3 separate regions of the Mus musculus genome follow, and all the other regions are linked to region 1. A link is a contact called in public HiChIP or PLAC-seq data. All regions are on one chromosome and are shown on one strand. The core of a region is the stretch at or near the end of the contact, and the rest is flanking DNA. Distances in the headings are between cores, read along the strand shown. Region 1 has its middle 42 kb from the start of Wee1. Region 2 has its middle 11 kb from the start of Gm21123. Region 3 overlaps Gm21123 (a long non-coding RNA gene).

Region 1 (3,739 bases), core at 495-2,994:
CTACACCTGGGTTATGTGTTATGGTCATACATTCCTAGCCCAACATTGATTTGAGATTTTTTTTTTTTTCCTTGAGAGTCTTATTATGTAGCCCTGGCTGGCCTGGAACTCACAGGGACCCATCTGCTGGCCTCTGCCTCCATAGCTGTGATTGAAGGAAGGGCTATGTGCAGCCTGCATTTCTGTTTTTTAAGACTTATTTTTATTTTTAACGTATGTGTGTCTACACTAAGGCTAGAAGAGAGCATTGAATCCTATGGAGTTGGACTTACAGGCAGTTGTGAAGCGAGTGCTGGGAATTGAACCTGGGTCCTCCGGAAGAACAGTAAGTGCTTTAATCACTGAGCCATTTGTTCCGAGCCCTGGACCCACAAACTAAACTTAAGAACTCTTTGGTAATCAGAAAAACTACTGGACTTCCTTCCAAAAACACTGCACGTCTGCCTAAAAGTTGAAACAGCTCACCCAGTTTCATGAATAACCCTGGATCCTAAAATGTTCTACTTGAGTCAACCCCCAGGTTAAGGACCCCTGGTAGGCTTGAATAAACACATCTTATAACACATGCTGCCTTCAAAGCCTGTTTACAGACGGTGATAAATAAGAAAATAAATAAATAGGAATTCATTGAAAAGAACTACTGCCTTCAAAGACTAGTTAAGTCTGTTTACTAGAGGTGGTATACCTGGGCAGGGTTGGGAAAGGTGATTAGTGAGTCCTTTAGTCCAACAAGCAGTATCCTAGATCCGGGGCTCAAGAGCTTCAAGGCCAGAGAGACAATGGGACTTTGAGGGATTTGTTCTGAAACAGGATTCACTGTAACTCAGGATAGCCTCAGATTCTCTATGTAGCAGAGGCTGGTCTTGACGTTTTGTTTCACCAAACGCTGCAACCACCGTCAAGCTTACCTGTCTCTAAATTGTGGTCTTGGATTGATTCTGACTGAATTTCCCAGACGCGGGTTGTCAGGGCATGATCAAGGGAAACCCAGGCCACAGGTGCAGTCCCTGGGTCACCCAGGAAGAGCTTGCGGAATGTCCTGTCTGTGAGTGCCCTCTGCTGGGAACGCTCGGTCCCGCTACGGGACTGCGGCTGCGCACTGGCACCACGGGGCGGCGCAGACTTCTTGGGTGTAGTGCATAACCCAGCGGACTGCCTAGCCTCGGTAACTCCAGTAATGCTCTCTAATATTGTTCATCGTGCCTTCCCTCCGACCCCTCAGACCCTCTGCTTCTCATCATGACTTTGACCACCAAACCGTACTCTAGGCTCCTAAGGCTAGTCGTAGAAACATCGGAGCACCCGTTGCATATATGAAACATGTTTCTCACGACTGAACCGAGTGTTTCGATTATAATTCCAAGGCAGAAAAGGATGCAGGCACGTCGCGGCAAAGAGAAAATGGACACCTGGGTGGTGAGGAAAAAACGGGAGCGCCCAGAGTCTAGCTCCGCACAGCGACCTCACAGTGTTAAGTGCCCGGTACCCTGGATTTAGCAGGGCCAGCCCACTCTGCAGCAAAATTAAGCAAAGCCAATTCCTCCCTGTGTTGGAGAGTTGGCACCAGTGACGCTCTAGACTTGAGCAAAAGGACGCCTGCTAAAGCGTTGATCAGGGTTGGGGCCCTTGCCTAGCAAGCATGGGGCTCTGGGTTCCTAAGAAAACTGAGCCCAGGATGTGAGCCACGTGGTGGCTTTTGTCCGGTCTTCCCGGGACCACGGGCGCCAGCAGGGGGCGAGACGTTCCTTTTAACCCCGCTCAATTGAAGTTAAAAATAGAAGCTGAGTTCAACTGAAAAGCATGAGACAGCAAACGTAGAGAAACTTGATCAGGCCGATATGAAGTAACATTTCCAAATACGGCAGTAAGGGCATGAGACAGAGCAAACGTGGAGAAACTTGATCAGGTCGATATGAAGTAACATTTCCAAATACCTCAGTAAGGTAAGCAGCTTCGGCAGGAGCGCTGCTCTAGGAAGTGAATGAAAACTTCGAGGTGTAAAAAATGTTAAGTTCCAAGTCAGACATCAAATGAACTTTCAGGGATTAAAATGGTAAATGTTTTAAAGACAAAGACACGCAATATCAATTAGAGTAAACGTTTTATCTGTGGATAAATATTGGAATTCTCCAGCTTTAAATAACAAAATATTACAAGGGAATTCAAAACCATGAACACTAAACAGAGTTTTAAAAAGTAATAATAATAGCCTGAGAAAAACTGTCTCCAACAAAATTCAAGCTGAGAGTATCTCAAATGAATAAAACTTTATACAGAAAAACAAACCAGAACTGGGTGGTAGTAGCACGTGCCCTTACAGTCAGCACTTGGGAGTCAGTCACCTTTCTGAGTTCGAGGCCACCCTGTTCTACAGAGTAAGTTCCAGGACAGCCAGGACTACACAGAGAAACCCTGTGTAAAACAAAACAAACAAACAAAAAAAAACTCACAACCAAACAACCCCCCCCCCGCCAGCCTCCTACATAAAACAGATATATTGGTGATAGCCTGTAATCTAGCACCTCAAAATCAGAGAATGTGAGTTTGAGGCTAGCCTGAACTGCACAACAAGACTCTGTCTCAAAAGAAAACAAACAACAAACAAAAACAAAAAAGAAAAAAAAAAACGCTAACAAATCTAATAAGATGGGTGGGTAGCACCGCCCATCTGAGAGGTAGGGCAGGTAATTAGGAGTTCAAAACTGCCACTTTTTCTCCCCTCCTGTATTTTTATTTATGTGTATATGTGTACACCATGTGCATGCAGTGCCCACCAAAGGCAGGAGAGGGCGTTAGAGTCCTCTGAGACCAGAGTTACAGATGGTTGTGCGTTACCAAGTGAGCCCTGGGAATTGAACCTGGGTCATAGGGAAAACTGAGCCGCCAGTGCTCTTAGCAACTGAATCAGCTCTCTAGCCCCTAACGATATGATAATTTTAAAAACAGACTCTTGAGCTATATAGGCCAGAATAGGGCACTGGATTCCCTGGAACTGGAGTTGCAAACAGTTGTTAACTGAGTGTTCTTAACTACTTAGCTTAATTGAAAAGTGGCAGCAGGAAGATCAGGGGTTTAAGATCAGGCACAGCTACAACTACAGTGTGTTCCCAGTCAGCCATCCCTAGCTACACAGGAAATTGCCTGGGGGGATGGGTTATAATGCTTAAGAGTCTGGTGTAGGTCTGCAGCACAACAAATAAACAAAACAAAGTGGAAAAGCAAAGCAAACAAACAAAAACCTGCTGCCCTCCAGCTGACCAGAGTCACCTGAGAAGAGAAAACTTCAGTTGAGAGATTGCAGGTCTGTGGACACTTTCTTTATTTGAAACAGGGTTTCACTATGTAGCCCTAGCTGGCCTGGAACTTGCTGTGGAGACCAGACTGGCCTAGAACTCATGCGATTTGATCCATAAGAGAAGGCTGAGAGAAAGCTCAGAACAGTGCTAGATGAGACATGCTACTAGCATCTGGTTAGGCAGGGTAGGGGGTAATCGATAAGATGAGATCTGAACTAAGAGACAAAGGAAATGAGCAACAGGTCTACTTCAACCTGAGGGAGGAAACAGAAAGGAACAGAAAATATTAAAATAGCCCTGAGGCGAGAGTGCGCGCCCAGCAGAGCACCCACGGATTCTGTGTGAACTGAGCATACAATAGTACTTTGAAAAACAATCATAAATTCATTAGGCTAAACTGATATAGTCAAATATCTAATTTTACCTTAATAAATTTAATATAA
Region 2 (3,739 bases), core at 797-3,296, 550 kb before region 1:
GGATCAATGTGGAAGGACCAAGCTCACTCATCCAACCATTCCTAGGCACTGGGATGTATAAGAAGCAAACTGAGCAAGTCTGGAGAAGCAAGCTGTTATGTTTCTCCATGGTCTCTAATTCAATCCCTGCCATCAGGTTCCTGCATTGAGTTTCTGCTCTAGGTTCCTGCCCTGACATCCCTTCATGATGGACTTCAAACTATAAATTGAAATAAATTCTTTCCTCTTCAAGTTGTTTTCGGTCACGGTATTTTACCAAAACAGTAGAAATCAAACTAAAACACACAAATTGACAAAGAAGTATAAAAAATGGCCAGAAAGAGACCAAGAACCTCCAAGACCAAGGAGTGGAGCCAGGAGATACTGTCATGTTAGGTCAGGGCCATGCTGATCTCATCCAACAGGAAGACTGGGCCATGTGGGTAGTCACACACAGCTGACTGAGGCAGTGTGTGTGTCCCTGTAGAGAGTGTCTACTCTTGACGATCAAACCTCAGCCATCATTTGCCCAGTTCTGATTGTCAAACATGGAAGCCTCAAGTCTGTGCCAAATGAAGGTGTGCCAGCATGGTGTCTGCCCAGATGGAACTACATATCATCTAGTACCAAGTAAAGATCCCATGAAAGGTTCTCTTCTGAGATCCCACCTTTGTTAGAAAACCCCCTCCTCTGGAAAAGGAAGTAGAAGAGACTGGTGAGAGGGTAGGTGGAATCGATGGTCTTTGATCCAAACAGAGAAGAACAGGGAGACACTATGGTAGAGGAGCATCTGGGAGCAATGCACATCTTCCTAGATTGGTGTACTGGTCACTTTCTGTCAACTTGACACAATCTAGAGACACCTGGGAAGAGGGAACCTCAGTTGAAGAATTGCCTCCATCAGATGGGTATGTCTGTGGGGCATTTTCTTGATTGCTAATCTGTGGAGGACAGCCTTGTCCACTATGGGTGGTGCCACTCTTGGGTGTGTGGTCTTAGATCAGACAAGAAAGGTAACTGAATAGAAGCCCGGAAGCCATCCGGTAAGTAGTGATCTTCTTTGACTTCTGCTTTACTTCTGGTCTCTAGAATCCTTCCTTGGCGTCCCTTAATGATGGACTATAAAATGTAGAAAGAAAAATGCTTTTTTCCACCAAGTTATTTTTGGTCATAGGTTTTCTCACAGCAACAGAAGACAAACTAAGACAAATGGTGTTCACTGTCCTAACGGAGGAACACCTTAGCCTTATGTGCAGGAGTGAGTGAGTTGATCACTGTAATCATCACTTGCTACTGTGTTGTTCTGCTACAATTACAGAAATGTTCTAAAAGTGGAGTGAAGAATGAACACAAGCATAGAAGCTTTGACTTTGCACAATGTTTTTAGTGACTTCATTTATATAGACTTTCATTTCTCTGTGACAGGATACAGGACCGAAGCAGCTTAAAGGAGGAAAGCTATATTTTGGCTCACAGTTTCAGAGGGCTTCAGTCCGAGTGGTAGGAAAGGCATGATAGCACGGCTCAGTTCATGACAATATGGAAACATGTGTCAGAGACCATTCACACCAAGGTGGATTAGAAAGCAGAGGGCAGCAGGAATCATGGGTAACCTTCAGAGGTTACAGGGCAGCAGGAATCAAGGGTATAACCTTCAGAGGTTACAATGGTTAATATTCACTGTTAATGTAGCTGGGTTTCCTTTGTACATTTATTTATTCATATAAAAGTGTATGCACATGCAAGCATGTCTGTCACCACATATATATGGAGGCCAAAGGACATCGTGTGGCAGTCAGCTCTCTCCTTACACCATGTGGGTCCTAGAGACTGAACTCAGGTCCTCAGGCTTGGCAGCAAGCCCCTTTACCCACTAAACCCTCTCACTGACCACTTAACTATACTTATAATCATCTTAGAAACACCCTTCTCAGTGTGTCTAGAAAGATGTTTCTAGAACGGTTTAACCAAAAAAGGGAAGACCTATCCTAACTATGGGCAGCACCATACCACGGTCTGTGGTGAGCACCACTGTTCATCTCTGCTTCCTGACTATGGACATGTGACCAGCCACCTCATGTTCCTGCTACTTCCCCTCAGCCGTGGACTTCCCCTCAAAGTGTGATCCAAAGTAAACACTTCCTCCCTTAGCTTGTTTTTTTTTTTTTTTTTTTTGCCAGATATGTCATCGCAGTGACAAAATAGTGCAGAGGCCCACCCTGAGTGACCCACGTCTGCCAGGTAGGCCTCGGCTCCTAAAGCTTTCATAGGCTCCAAAGTAGTGTGCGCATCTGGGGAGCAAGCACTCACACTGTGATCCTGTAGGGGTGCTGTTAGTGACTATCTTTTGAGCCAAGCAACTGCCATCTAAGGATTAGCCAAGCTGCACTGGTGGAATGTTTACACCATCCAGGAAAAGAGAGGTAGGAGGGGCCACAAAGTGTAGCCAGCAACTCGCTATTACTTATTGTGTGCACCGCTGCCTTAATTGTACACATCCTTGGCAGGGTCTAGAGTATATGGGGGCAGGAGAGACACTAGGAGAGAAGGGCTCCACTTGTGCAGCTCTGGGAAAGCCCTCATCCCTACTGGGTAAGGCTTTTCAGGTGTGGTCTCTTGGGGAAGGAGCACCCATACCCCTGTAAGTAACCCCTTACCCGTGTTCTCTAAGGAAGCCAAATACTCTCATTGGTTTCCCCCAGAGTGAACTTCGGCAGAGGGATGCCTCAGTTTGTTGTTTGGACCTTAGTTTTAGGAGAAGGTTGGACTTTGCTTACGTCTTCCCCTTGAAAGGAATTTTAGCAACAGAGGACATTTTAGAATCAAACCGTAGCATCAGTGTTCATGGTGAAGTTAAAAATAACGAAGTAAACAGAATGAACTCATGGGACAGGCATGTAGGACTGGATGGAGGGGAAGAGAGTGGAAGGAGCCTCACTGAACCTGAGCTGCAAGTCCAGCCCAGCTGCAAACTGCGGGGGCAGACTCTTCAAAGCGCATGTCTGTTTGATATCAGTGCTGTGGTTTAAAACTGAAATGTCTCCCACAGGCTCAGGGGTTTGAACACTTGGTTCCCAGCCGGTAGTGCTGTTTAGGGAGGTGATAAGATCTTTGGTACGCATAGCCTAGCTGGTGGATATGAGCCTCTTGGGCCCTGCACTGTACATAAGATCTCTATTTCCTGATGTACCGAGATGTGAACAAGCTGTGCTGTGAGTTCCTACCACCATGGCCTAGGTACTTCAGCCACCATGTTTCCCTTGCTGTGATGGACTGAACCCTGAACCAAGTCAAAGTAAACTTCTCCCATATGCTGCTTCTATCAGGGGATTGCTCACAGTGATAGCGAAGTGACTAATACTGACAGCCAGGCCAATTGGCAGAAGTGACAGAAAGAATTGGGGTCATAGAGCCAGGAGAAGCTGCTCCCCTAAGAGGGAGCAGACACAAAGATTGCAGGTGGACATCGGGCCCCAAACTGACTGAATTCAGGAAGGTATAGCCAAGAGCAGGCTGGTGGATGCTTTTCACAGCAAGGTACGGAGGACTTGAGAGCACTCAGTCAGTGCTCCTTACAATGAGTCTTCCAGTGGAATACAGATGGAGCTATGGTCAAGATGGGCTCCAGACTGGAGGTAAGAGTAGCTCTAGCCACAATGGGCTGGAGAAAGAAAGAAACAGATACAACAAGGTATACATGCCTAAGACAAGTATATGGGGGAAATGTTAGTTTATAGCCCACCCCAAGACAGAAGACTAA
Region 3 (3,739 bases), core at 795-3,294, 530 kb before region 1:
GCTCCTGGTTCAGTGAGAGACTCTGTCACAATTAATAAGGTGGAGACCAATTGAGGAAGAAACCTGACTTCAGTTTGGGGCACCCATGTGTATCTATACATGTACCTGCAAGAGGAAAAAAAAAGAGGGAGGAAAGGAGTGAGGGACAGAAGAAGGGAGAGGGGAGGGAGAGAGAAAGACATTCACTTAGAAGGCCCAGAACCTTTAAGAAAGAAAATCAGTATGATTGTGGGAATAGATAGGAGACGCAGGTCTGCAGTGGCATTTTGTGAATAGAAATCTCATTATAACAGCAGAGCAGTGTTTTCCTCATCCCTGTCCATACTAGAGGTCAGTTTCGATTATTGTAGCGAGAGCAGCCACCATCTTGAACGACGTCCACACCACTGGCAGGAAGAGAGTCCTGGAAGGCCCTGCACTAGCGATGAAATACTCTGGCCCGGGGATGATGTATGTCCCTCCCATGCACAATCCACCAGCCATAAATTGTCACTCTGTCTCCAGCGAGCCACAGGGAGCCAAGAAGAGCAATCCTGTCACGTGCCTGGAAGAGGAGAAAGCTGGAAATAGTTGGCAAACAAGACTCATGACTCTTCAGCCTAAGAGAGCAAAACTGCAGAGAGGCAAAGGAGGGGTGGAGCTTGCGATTTAAATCCTGGGCAGGAGGAGACTTCTGCAAGGCTGTGCTAATTCATTAATAATTCCTGAAAACGTTGCCAGTTACTCCCTCTCCCTGGTCATTCTCTACAGCCTCCTCATGCCAGCCTAAAGACTAAAGATCGCCTGAGTACTCTGCCTCAAGTTTGGGGGTCTCCTTTACTTCTTCTCACTCTTTACCCAACACCCCACCCTCACCTCTCCATGGTGAGGGTGACTTGAGGAGTTCATGGACTTGAGGTCACATGCTCCACCAATTTCATCTTCCAGAGAACCACCCAGTCCCCCGGGATCCTTAAAGGCAGCCCCCAACCCACTTCACAGAGATGGGCTATAACCTCTAGGCCTACCCTGACCACTGACCCTGGTTCTTAGTAGGCCCAGTTAAGCCAAGCTCACATCAGCCTGAAGACCTGCTGACTCCAATTCTCTCCCTTTTGAGTAGATGCTCAACTCCTAGGAATCTCAAGTACTTACACACACTACTTGGCCCAGTCTCTTTTATCCAGGCCAAAGCATCCATCTCCCCAGAAGGCCTTCCCCAAGGGACCTGGGGGTGGTTGTGACATGTGCCTTGTAACACAATCTTGTCTTGCTGTAGACTCCATAGGAGCGTGCAGTTTTGTTCATGTTCTCATATGTCCTAGCTGCTGTGGTTAGAGCATATTTTGTTATTGTCCAGGCATAAGGCCTCTATGTGCTCGCTCACAGACTAGTAAACATCCATTGTCTATCAGGGGAACCAGGACCATCTAACCCTGATCTTTCATTTTCCATCCTCCAAGTCAGTGTGACCAAAGTCACACAATTAGTGACACGTGAAGGATTCAGACTCCGAATCAGTCAGACTGTAGATGCTGTGGCCTTAGCTTTAGATGGCATCAAGAGAGATGGCAAGGAAAGTTTCCTAGAGTGCCAACGAAAGGAACCAAAGTGCGTGGCTCAGGCCTCAGCATCCGGTTTTGTTCACTGAGAGCTGGACAGAAATGCTGGATAATACAAATTGTTTCAAAAAGCAAGAAAAAGAATTGCAGAACTGCACAGTCAGGCTACACCAGACCCTCAAACTCTGCGGGTAGACATCCAATTCCTATTTCCCTTGTAGGTGGAGTCCTGCTTTGAGTCTACCCTGTGATCTTTCTCTTCGGAAGCAGCCATGGAAACAGCCGGAACAAGCCCAGTGCATCCTTGCAACAATTCCTTCAAATCGGCTGCTCTCAGGAACTTCTTGACTCTTCAATACATCCCTGAACGGCGAACCTAGGGAAGTGGGTCCTGTTTGTAGCTTATGAGAAGCCACGACCAGGACACACACGGTGGCCAGGGGGCAGGCCAGGGCTGCAGAGAGCCAGAGGCGGAAGCCCAGCTGGGAGAACTCCTGCAGGAAGTGGGCGGGGCTTGGGGGAGAGCCTCCATCTGCAAGGAAATCCCCTCCCCTGGGTTCACTCAGAGGACAGTTCAGGTTGAAGCAAAGATGCCAGAGAGCAGGCAGCGAATCCAGACCCAAGGGGAGGCATAAATGCCAGAGACAACACTGTGAGAGGCAAGAAGGAAGCCAGGAACCAACTGAAGGTCCTGGAGCGTGTCTGCACTCGTCCAGCTTCTCTAGTTCAGGAGAGCAGAGAGGAATTTAATGGGAAGGAAATAAAGAAAAAAAAAAAATAAGAGCTATTCCATTTATTTTATGAGCTCATCAAAACTCTGATAACAAGACCTGTCAGGAATAGCGCACACACAGGAAGCAACACAGGGAGAAAAAAAACAACACTTACAAGGTCAATAAAACATGTGGAAAAGAAGCAGCCACGGTAGTGACGTTGGGGCTTCCTCTGGTGACTAAAATTAAACAGCTTGGGCTGGGGGTGTGGTTCAGTTGATGCAGTGGTCGCCTACCATGCACAAAGCCCTGGGTTTGATCCCCACCATTGCGTGCACCCAACATGGTAGCACAGGCCAACACTTGAGAGGTGGAGGCAGGATGATCACAAGTTCAAGAGCATCTTCTACTACATAGAAAGTTCAAGGCCAGCCTGGGATCCATGAGATCTTATGTCAAAAGAGGGAGGAGATGCTGGATGGCTCAGCTGGTAAGTTCTTGCTTCACAAATTTGAGGAGCAGAGTTGGAACTCCAACAACTATGCAAAAGAGCAGATTGATTTAAGCATACGGAGGGAGAGGACAGTAGATGCAAACAGATCCCTGAACCCATAACCAGCTAGCTTAGCCTAATTGGCAAGCTCTAGCTCTCAGGGAGAGACCCGTGTCAAAAACCAAGATGGGGGCTGGAGAGACGGCTCAGCAGTTAAAAGTACTGGCTATTCTTCCACAGGACCCAGTTATGATTCCCAGTACCCACATGGCAGCTCACAACAATTTCTAACTCAAGTGCCAGGAGATCTGATGCCCTCTTCTGGCCTCTCAGACACCAGGCACACACACGGTACAGAGGAATACATGTAGGCAAAACACTCGTATACATAATATAATAACAATACAAAAAATATTACAATGTGGATGGTGCTTAAGGAATGACACTGAAGGCTGGCCTCTGGCCTTCATGTGTATTCACACACACATGCACACACATGACTGCACACATACACATACAGGTTTATACCAATCATCAGTATTCAAGCCATCAGATTCACTATCTGAAAAATGTTAGCTAAAAACCCACATCCATTTCTGTTTGTTTGTTTGTTTGTTTGTTTGTTTGTTTTAGATATCCCAGTATCTCTTGGCATAATAAAGAGTGGTAGTATCTTATTTAAAATTAAAATACAATGAGAAAGAAATAAAAGAAACATTATAGTTTATTCATTAAAATCAGTAACTCAAAAGGATATTAGTTTTGGCGTTATTCCTTAATATTGCTCTGGAAATTAAGGCCAACACAATAAAAGAAAACACAAAATAAATAAGATGTATTTTTTTTAAACATGACATATTAAGGAAACAAAATTGTCAGTCAAATTTTAGTTATCAATGCTGTATATTAAAATCCCAATGTAACTCCTAGAAACAAAATACTCATTAAGGAGATCGTTAAAACTCACTAAGAATAGAATAAACATGAATTAA

What was found. HiChIP or PLAC-seq counts read pairs in DNA pulled down with a chosen protein or histone mark.
Region 2: a contact with region 1 is called in an H3K4me3 HiChIP or PLAC-seq map of bone marrow-derived macrophages, with 4 times the contacts expected there. The contact joins two enhancer-like sites. A contact is called at or near these places in 1 of 15 datasets of contacts at CTCF or cohesin (the NIH/3T3 cell line), 9 of 115 datasets of contacts at active chromatin or transcription factors (T-cell acute lymphoblastic leukemia, astrocytes, bone marrow-derived macrophages and 4 more) and 1 of 9 other capture datasets (embryonic stem cells).
Region 3: an H3K27ac HiChIP or PLAC-seq map of trophoblast stem cells shows a contact between it and region 1, with 4 times the contacts expected there. The contact joins two enhancer-like sites. A contact is called at or near these places in 1 of 484 Hi-C or Micro-C datasets (bone marrow-derived macrophages), 9 of 115 datasets of contacts at active chromatin or transcription factors (bone marrow-derived macrophages, cardiomyocytes, embryonic stem cells and 3 more) and 1 of 9 other capture datasets (embryonic stem cells).

What each region holds. Positions count from the first base shown.
Region 1 is chr7:110,162,301-110,166,039 of GRCm38.p6, reverse strand. No RefSeq gene overlaps it. Among named protein-coding and RNA genes, the nearest start is that of Wee1, 42 kb to the right of the region's middle. RefSeq lists an enhancer at 1-3,231. Within about 2 kb of position 1,744, at least 301 of the 459 cell types and tissues checked have an H3K27ac peak or open chromatin away from gene starts, as enhancers often do. A contact at or near this core is called in T-cell acute lymphoblastic leukemia, bone marrow-derived macrophages and trophoblast stem cells, where this site is marked.
Region 2 is chr7:110,709,103-110,712,841 of GRCm38.p6, reverse strand. No RefSeq gene overlaps it. Among named protein-coding and RNA genes, the nearest start is that of Gm21123, 11 kb to the right of the region's middle. Within about 2 kb of position 2,046, at least 53 of the 459 cell types and tissues checked have an H3K27ac peak or open chromatin away from gene starts, as enhancers often do. A contact at or near this core is called in T-cell acute lymphoblastic leukemia and bone marrow-derived macrophages, where this site is marked.
Region 3 is chr7:110,687,821-110,691,559 of GRCm38.p6, reverse strand. It overlaps Gm21123 (a long non-coding RNA gene), which reads left to right. Exons shown (of 4, transcript XR_140838.1): 4 at 351-1,397. Among named protein-coding and RNA genes, the nearest start is that of Gm21123, 10 kb to the left of the region's middle. Within about 2 kb of position 2,044, at least 136 of the 459 cell types and tissues checked have an H3K27ac peak or open chromatin away from gene starts, as enhancers often do. A contact at or near this core is called in trophoblast stem cells, where this site is marked.